2 separate regions of the Sus scrofa genome follow, and region 2 is linked to region 1. The links are chromatin contacts, called in public Hi-C maps. All regions are on one chromosome and are shown on one strand. Each heading gives the region's core, a stretch centred on a gene start, on an enhancer-like site or on the middle of the called end of the contact. The rest is flanking DNA. Distances are from core to core; before and after follow the strand shown.

Region 1 (3,872 bases), core at 662-3,161:
AGAGTAATTAGTAAGCATCAAATAATTATAAACATCTTCTATATAATAGGGTACTTTTAAAACTTATTAGTAAATTTACCACTATATTAATTTATTTAGTAAACCTGATTTTTTTCCCTTGTCTATCATACACTTCACTTGTCACACCCTCACCCTATCCCATTTCCTTCTTACCAGGTCTGAAGTGCAAGCTCATGACAACTAATTTACTTTTGAAATATTGCAAGTCTGAAATAATTTTGATCTGTAAAATTTATTTTAATAAGATTGTTTTTCTTAGAGATATTTCTACCTTTTATCTGATAATTATACTCCTAGAAATGACTTCCTAAAAAGTACTTTTAAAAACTCACAATGTCCTGTAACTTTGTTCTTTTTTTCCCCCAAGTTGTTTCAGCTACTCTGATCTTTTTGCATTTTCATGTAAAGTTTAAAAGCAGCTTGCTGCTTCTAGAAAGTAGCCTGCTGGGATTTTGACTAGGATGCCTTGAATCTATATCCAGATCATTTTGGAGAAAATTGACATCTTAATAATATAGAGTCTTCTAATCTATAAACACAGTTTCTCTTCATTTACTTGTCTTTAATTTTTTTCAGCAATGTTTGTAATTTTTAGTGTATGAGTCATAAACTTTTTTTTTCAAATTTATTATTAAGCATTTCGTATTTTGATGCCATTCTAAACAGTAACATTTAACTTCAGGAGTTCCCATTGTGGCTCAATGGTTAACAAACCCGACTAGTATCTGTAAGGACATAGGTTCGATCCCTGGCCTCACTCAGTGGGTTAAGGATCCAGTGTCGATGTGAGCTGTGGTATAGGTCACAGATGTGGCTTGGATCCTGCATTGCTGTGGCTATGGTGTAGGCCAGCGGCTACAGCTCTGATTTGACCCCTAGCCTGGGAACCTCCATATGCAAAGGGTGCAGCCCTAAAAAGACAAAAAAATTTTTTTTAATTTCGATATCTGATTGTTCATTGCTAATATATAGAAATGCAATTGTTTTTTTACATTGACTTTAAAACTTGCCATCTTACTAAATTCAGTTCTATTCTAGTAGCCTATTTGCAGATTCTATAGAATTTTTTATATAGATGATCTATTGTTTGTGAATAAACAGGGATTTGCTTCTTTCTTTCCGATCTGTTTGCTTTTATTTCTTTTCTTACCTTATTGTAGTGTTAGAACCTCCAGTGCAATGCTAAGTAGAAATGATGAGAGTGGACATCTTTGTCTTGTTCCCCATCTTAGGAAGGATGTGTTCAGTCTTTCACCATTTACACAGCACAGCTATAGGATTTGCATATGTGCCTCTTATCAGATTGAGGAAATTCCCTTCTCTTTTTCTGAAGTAATATGCAGACTGCAGAAGTAATTGTCAGATTGGCATGATTTTGAGTAATTAAAATATTACATCTCAATTATGTTCTTAAATTTCGATGTACATCATCCTTTCAGTAACACTTTCATGAGTAATAACAGCTGAGTCGTTACAACTCTTTTGGACAGAAAACTCAACCTACATTGGCTGAAGTAAAGAGGGATGTTATCTGATCACGTAACTGAAAGTCATAGGCACGGGGATGCCTGTTGCGGTCCTGTTTCTCTCCAGTCTCTCTTCTCTTCTTTCTTGCACCATTCTTAGACATCCTCTCTTCTTGAAATGTTAAACAGAGCTATAGCAGCCTCAGACTTCACATTTTCTCAACCTTAAGGCCACTAGAAAAGAGTGCCTGCCTCTGTCCAGAAGTTTGTATTCTTGTCCTGAGTTGGGTTGTTTGCCCATCCCTGAATGAATTGGCCTGGCTTGGGGATGTGGTGAGCTGATTGGCTCTGGCCTGTGTCCAGTGTACCACCTGGAGTTCAGTGGGGCCAGCGTCAACAAAACCATGTGGTCTGAGATTGGCAGAAGTACTTCTCTGAGGGGAAATTGGGTTGTGTTTACCAAACTTAGAGGGAGTGGATTATGAATAGCCAGAATCAATAACAGTCCAATGTACTAATATTTATTCAGCACACAGTATGTATGAGGTACCTTAAATCTCCTCATTTATTCCTCCTCAAAACAACCCTATAAACACAGTAACTGTTGCCATTCCAGTTTTCCAAAGGAGGAAACTGAGGGTTAGAGGTGTCACACAGACCCAAACTCATATGGCCCAGTTGTCTGACTTCAAAGGAAGGGCTTCAATGAAGCCTTTTGCCTGACTGCCTCTCAGCTAACTCATTGCTAAGGTAATATGTAATCTGCCCATGGTAAAAAATAAAAGAATACAACACAAGCCAAATCTAGCACGAGAACCCCAAAAGGAAAGAAATATATTTTTTAACTACTTAATGAATTTTATTACATTTATAGGTGGACAACAATCACAACAACCAAATTTTACAGCATTTCCATCCCAAACCCTCAGTGCATCCCCACTCCCCAACCTATCTCATTTGGAAACCATAAGTTTTTCAAAGGAAAGAAATAACTTTATAAATTATACTTGATACATTATGACTATAGAGAATATCTTTTAGTAATTTTTCTTTTTAATATACTTTATTTATTTTTGGCCACCCCATGGCATGTGGAAATTCTCAGGCTAGAGATCAAAACTGCACCACAGCAGTGACCCAAGCCCTACAGTGACAGGTCAGATCCTTAACCCACTGTACCACAAGGGAACTCCTATTTTTATCTTTTAAGCACCTTAGTTTTTTAGAGCAGTTTTAAGTTCACAGCAAAACTGAGTAGAAAGTACAGAGATTCCTTGTATGCTCCCAGCTCTCCCCAGCCTCACCCAGTATCAACATCTCCACAAAAGTGGTGGTACTTTGTGACTATTAATGACACATCATTATACCCAAAGGTCCTGATGAACCTTAGGGTTCACTCATGGTGTTGTCCATTCTATGGGTTTTGGCAAGTGTATCCATCATTACAGTGTTAGAAAGAATAGTCACAGTGCCCTAAAAACCCCAGGCAGAGGAAATCATTCCAGGACCAAATACCAAAAGCTGCAGATACTCAAGTCCTTGCCTGAGTATTTGCAAATAATAGTTTTTTCCTCCTTATGTTTTAAATCATCTCTAGGTTACTTATGTTACTAATATAATAAAAATGCCATGTAAATATTTGCTGGCACAGAGCAAATTTAAGTTTTGTTTTTTGGAATTTTCTGGAATTTTCTTTAAAGTTTTTTTTTTTTTTTTTTTTTTTTCCTTTTTGCAGCCACACCTGTGGCATATGGAAGTTCTGGAGCTAGGGGTCAAATCAGAGCTACAGCTACCAGCCTACACCACAGCCATAGCACATGGGATCGAAGCCGTGTTTGCAACCTATACCACAGGTTCTGGCAACACTGGATCCTTAAGCCACTGAGCGAGGCCAGGAATCAAACCCACATTCTGACAGATACTATATCGGGTTCTGAGCCCTCTAAGCCACAATGGGAACTCCTTCAAGTATTTTTGATCCATGGTTGGTTGAGTCTGTGTATGTGTATCCCATGGATATGGAAGCCTAGTTATATTGTCCCCAAACCTGGAAAAAATTAAGCATCTGATTTCCTAATCAAGCTATAGAGAGGTGTAATAAAACTGTTGGACAAAACCACATATCAGGAGTTCCCGTCATGGCACAGTGGAAATGAATCCAATGAGGAACCATGAGGTTGTGGATATGATCCCTGGCCTCATTTGGTGAGTTAAGGATCTGGCGTTGCCGTGAGCTGTGGTGTAGGTTGTAGACATGGCTCGGATCTGGCGGATCTGGCGTTGCTGTGGCTGTGGCTTAGGCTGGCAGCTGTAGCTACGATTAGACCTCTAGCTAGGGAACCTCCATATGCCTCGGGTGCGGCCCTAAAAACGAAACAAAACACC
Region 2 (4,073 bases), core at 585-3,084, 230 kb after region 1:
AAAAAAAAAAAAAAAAACAAAAAACCAAAACCTCAGATATTGTCTCTAAAATCTATTTCCTGAGGAATATTAAAAACTCTCAACTTGGAGTTCCCATTGTGACTCAGTGCTAACAAATGTGACTAGTATCTGTGAAGATGCAGGTTTGATCCCTGGCCTCCCCTGGTGGGTTAAGGATCCAGCCTTACCCTGAGCTGAGGTGTAGGTAGTGGATGTGGCTTGGATCGATCTCACATTGCTCTGGCTGTGGTGTAGGCGGGTAGCTACAGCTCCAATTTGACCCCTAGTCTGGGACCCTCCGTGTGCTGCATGTGTGGCCCTAAAAAAGGCAACCCCTCCCCAAACCAAAAAAAGTCTTAACTTGCTTGGGAAACCTAGAAAAAGATCATGCTTATAGGACTGAAAATATGAGGTATGAACAGAAAAATTGTTGACATAGTCAAGTAGCAAAATTGCTTGGGGGGACATTTAAAATAAGAAAGTAACATAATAAAAAGGGCATAAAGCTATAGATGTATAGTTACAAATCAAGGAACCTCAACGTAAGAACAAATGCTAGCCTCTAGAAGCCCCTTCCTGAGTATAGAGCTCTCCTCCACTCTATAGAAGTTATTTTCATGATAAATCATTTTATTACTGTTTTTCGTTTTCATTTGCTTTTAACACCCACATTTATATACACCATATATATCTATATATATATAATATAAATATGTATTTACTACATGGCATGCATGTAGTTTATTTATATATATGGTTTATAATAAACTATATGGGGTATGTGTGCATATGTAAGTGTGTGTGTGTATATGTACATACATATATATATATAAATTTAATCAGTACTCTTGTTAGAGACTATATCTGTGAGATTTGTGAACTCCTCAAGATTAGCCAGCCTTACTCATCTTTATATATTTAGTTGCTAGCACAGACACTTACAGTTAATAAGCTTGTACTAGCATGCAGTAAATCTGTGTCAATTGCAAAAACATTACTAAACTGTTACATAGAGTCAGGAGACTGGAAGAGGGAGTTTTTCTCTTCTTTCCTGGCAAGGACTCAGCCAATGAAAACCATGGATTATTTGTTTACTCCAGCCCTCCCAACTTTCTTTCTCCCTCTTTAAATTTCCCGTGCCATGTGGGGACTTGCATGTGGCTCACCATGGTTGTAGACCTGGAATTGCAATTCTTTTGCTGATCTGGAATAAACCCATCTTTGCTGAAGAAAAATCTGGCAGTCTGTTTCACGTCAACATGAGCAAGGAAATTATAAATTCTTAAATAAGAGATCATTATTTCATTTATCTTTTGGAGATTATTTTGATTATGAGGTGAAATAATATGTATTAAGATATAAAAAACTTTTTCCTTTAAAATTTTCTAAACCCAGTTTCCTCCATTTCAACTGTTAGGTATTCTGCCTACCTTGCTGTAGGGAAGGGTCAACACGGATAAATCAGATTACAAAAGAAGTCAATTCTTGGCTAATCTGTTTCTATTTCCAGGAATCAATGGATGTGGAAGATTAGATAAAAGGTTGTTTTTTTCTTCTCCAGATTCTCTGGGCCAAAGACTAAAGAAAGTGAAAAGGCAAACAGGAGATTAGATATGAGGCTGTCACTGAAAACAGGGGTCTAGCACTTGTTTTTTGCCTTCCTCAACTCTAGCATGGGAGAAATCTTGGATAGGCTGAAGGGCTCTGAAATCTGCACCACAGTATGCTGGGTCTGCCTTGCCCAGGCTTCTGAGAGCCAGTGGTCACCTTTGTAGGAGCTCTGTGAGCTTGTTGGTATCACACAGCTCACTTGAAATCAGCCCTGGCAGATTCCTCTCTGGAACTTGGCAAATGCTCTTCCACCCCACGCCGGAGAGCTGGTGGTTAAACATTTATCAGCACCCTCTGGACCTGAGCCTCCGTGGGAAAGGAGATGGACTACCAAGGACTGGGCATCTTTGAAATTACACATCAGGGGTAAAACCTGTGGTGTGATGTGTCCAGGAAGATGGGCTCAGTCAACCTCCCAGGGCTCCTGCTGGTCTCGGTGTGCCATGGGGAGGGGTACAGCAATTTCTCTGTGTGCAAGGGCAGAAGTGGTAATGTATCTCAGACAACCCTAACCACTGACCCAGAACCCAGAGTGATAGGGGATTGCAGATCATTGATTTCTGCGCAACTTGGAAGGGGCATGGAAGTGATTGAATAAGGGCCAGTTTTGAAGGGTCTTGCATTTACAGTCAAATGACCTGCCAGCAGCCTGAGTGGATCAACAACCTTGAATCAGAAAAGCAACACGCATCTCAAAGAAAACTGGTCTTAATAGATGACAGCCATTTACAAATGAAGAAAATGAGGCTTAAAATGATCACATGTCTGTCTGGCTGAAAACCTGTATGTGTGCTCAACTGTGCCAGACTGCCAGGTCTAGTGTCCTGAGGCCTCACGATCGGGTGCACTAATGTTCCTTTCCCTAGCTCGCCAGTGTGTTTTCTTTTTTTCTGAGGTCTAGAAAGATTGTGCAGCATTTCTAGTTCACAGGAGTGGTTTTATTTTTACTTGTTCTCATGAACATAGTATCTGATGAAATATTAAAATTATGTTTCTTAATGAACAACCATTCCAAAGAGAATGTCAACAGATAGTACTGGTGATGAAAATGAATAGAAAATGAGGAAGTAAAAGAAAAGAAAATCATTATTCTTAGGCAAAAAATGTAAGATTTATGAACAGATGACAGATCACATGACTGTTTATGAACTGGATCAGAACTCTCATTTGTAAGTATCAGAAACCCCACTCAGCAAGATCTTGAGCTGAACTGCAGGTGCTGCACAGATGGGCTGGGAACTGTAATGGTAGGAAGCACTGCAGATGCTGGGATATGAGGGCCACCTGAGCCAAGTCCAGAAAGGGGAGCAGGTTAAAGGCCAGGGCTGCAGGGCAAGAGTAAGGCTACAGAGAGAAGGCAAGATAAGTAACAAGGGTGTGAGGGGAAGAGAAATACACCAGGAAATGGGGCATTTTCCCTCTATGTCTTTGCCCCAGGTGGTATTTTCAGAAGTGGCTCCATCTCCTTTGTGGCTCCTGCTGTTTGATGATGTTTGCTGTGGTTCCAGGTTTTCCTGGGTGAGAAGATTTTTGAAATCCCACCCCGCCCCCCACCATATTTGTCTTCACCCTTTTGTCCTTTTCTCTCTTCAAGCAGATGTGCTGTTCTGTGCTCATTGATTGGATAAGAACATGGAAGGTGAAGGTTTGGTAAAATCTAATTGGTTTCCATTCTCTCCCTGGCTTTTCTTTTCTGAAATGCTAAGACCCCAAGAAAATAAAAACGGCGGAGCTGGGGATAAGAGCGGGGTAGATCTTCTTCAGGCAGATAGTGGCATTTCCAATTGATTTATAGACTCTGTGATTGCCTCTTTCTATCTTGCTTCTTAGGACGAGCCTTGGAGAGATGGTCAGATCCTATCTGTTTCTGTTTCTTGATGGGACTCTGACTTAAGTACTATGCTGCCCATTTTTGATCTCTATAAACTTAGACCCTAATAATACTTTGACCATTAAAGATATACATATATGGGGCCACTAAAAGAGCACTCAGCACAGCCATTCTCTGAAGGTTCCGTATTTTAGAAAAAATACGGCATCTTAGACTGTCACACCGATGTCCTGTATCCCAGTATGGTACTGATGTAGAAGAGGTGTTAACCCTCAGGAGTCTCCTAGTAGCAGCAGAGATTGTGTTGGACCTACATGGGCCCTGGAGACAGGGATGAGGCATATCTCAATGTTCCCTACCTGCACGAATCATCAGATGGAGGCAGTGGACATGCCAGTGTATACCGTTAGGCTCAGATGACACACAGGGTCAGATGATCTTTTTTTGATGCTTAGGTGCCACAGAATCCAAACACAACCTCAGGAAAAAGGGGTAGGAAGCCGAAGTTAGCTGAGATTAAGAAAAGGAGAATAGGGAAGTTCCCATCGTGGCTCAGTGGTAACGAACCCCACTGGTATCCATGGGGACGTGGGTTCAGTTCCTGGCCTTGCCCAGTGGGTTAGGGATCTGG

Evidence for each region. Hi-C and Micro-C count contacts between places; a contact is called where the count stands out from the background.
Region 2: a Hi-C map of liver shows a contact between it and region 1, with 5 times the contacts expected there. The contact joins two enhancer-like sites. A contact is called at or near these places in 3 of 47 Hi-C or Micro-C datasets (embryonic fibroblasts and liver).

What each region holds. Positions count from the first base shown.
Region 1 is chr13:182,243,475-182,247,346 of Sscrofa11.1, forward strand. No RefSeq gene overlaps it. Among named protein-coding and RNA genes, the nearest start is that of BTG3, 17 kb to the left of the region's middle. Within about 2 kb of position 1,912, at least 2 of the 83 cell types and tissues checked have an H3K27ac peak or open chromatin away from gene starts, as enhancers often do. A contact at or near this core is called in liver, where this site is marked.
Region 2 is chr13:182,474,162-182,478,234 of Sscrofa11.1, forward strand. The region is part of intron 2 of CHODL (chondrolectin); the gene reads left to right. Among named protein-coding and RNA genes, the nearest start is that of CHODL, 67 kb to the left of the region's middle. Within about 2 kb of position 1,835, at least 4 of the 83 cell types and tissues checked have an H3K27ac peak or open chromatin away from gene starts, as enhancers often do. A contact at or near this core is called in liver, where this site is marked.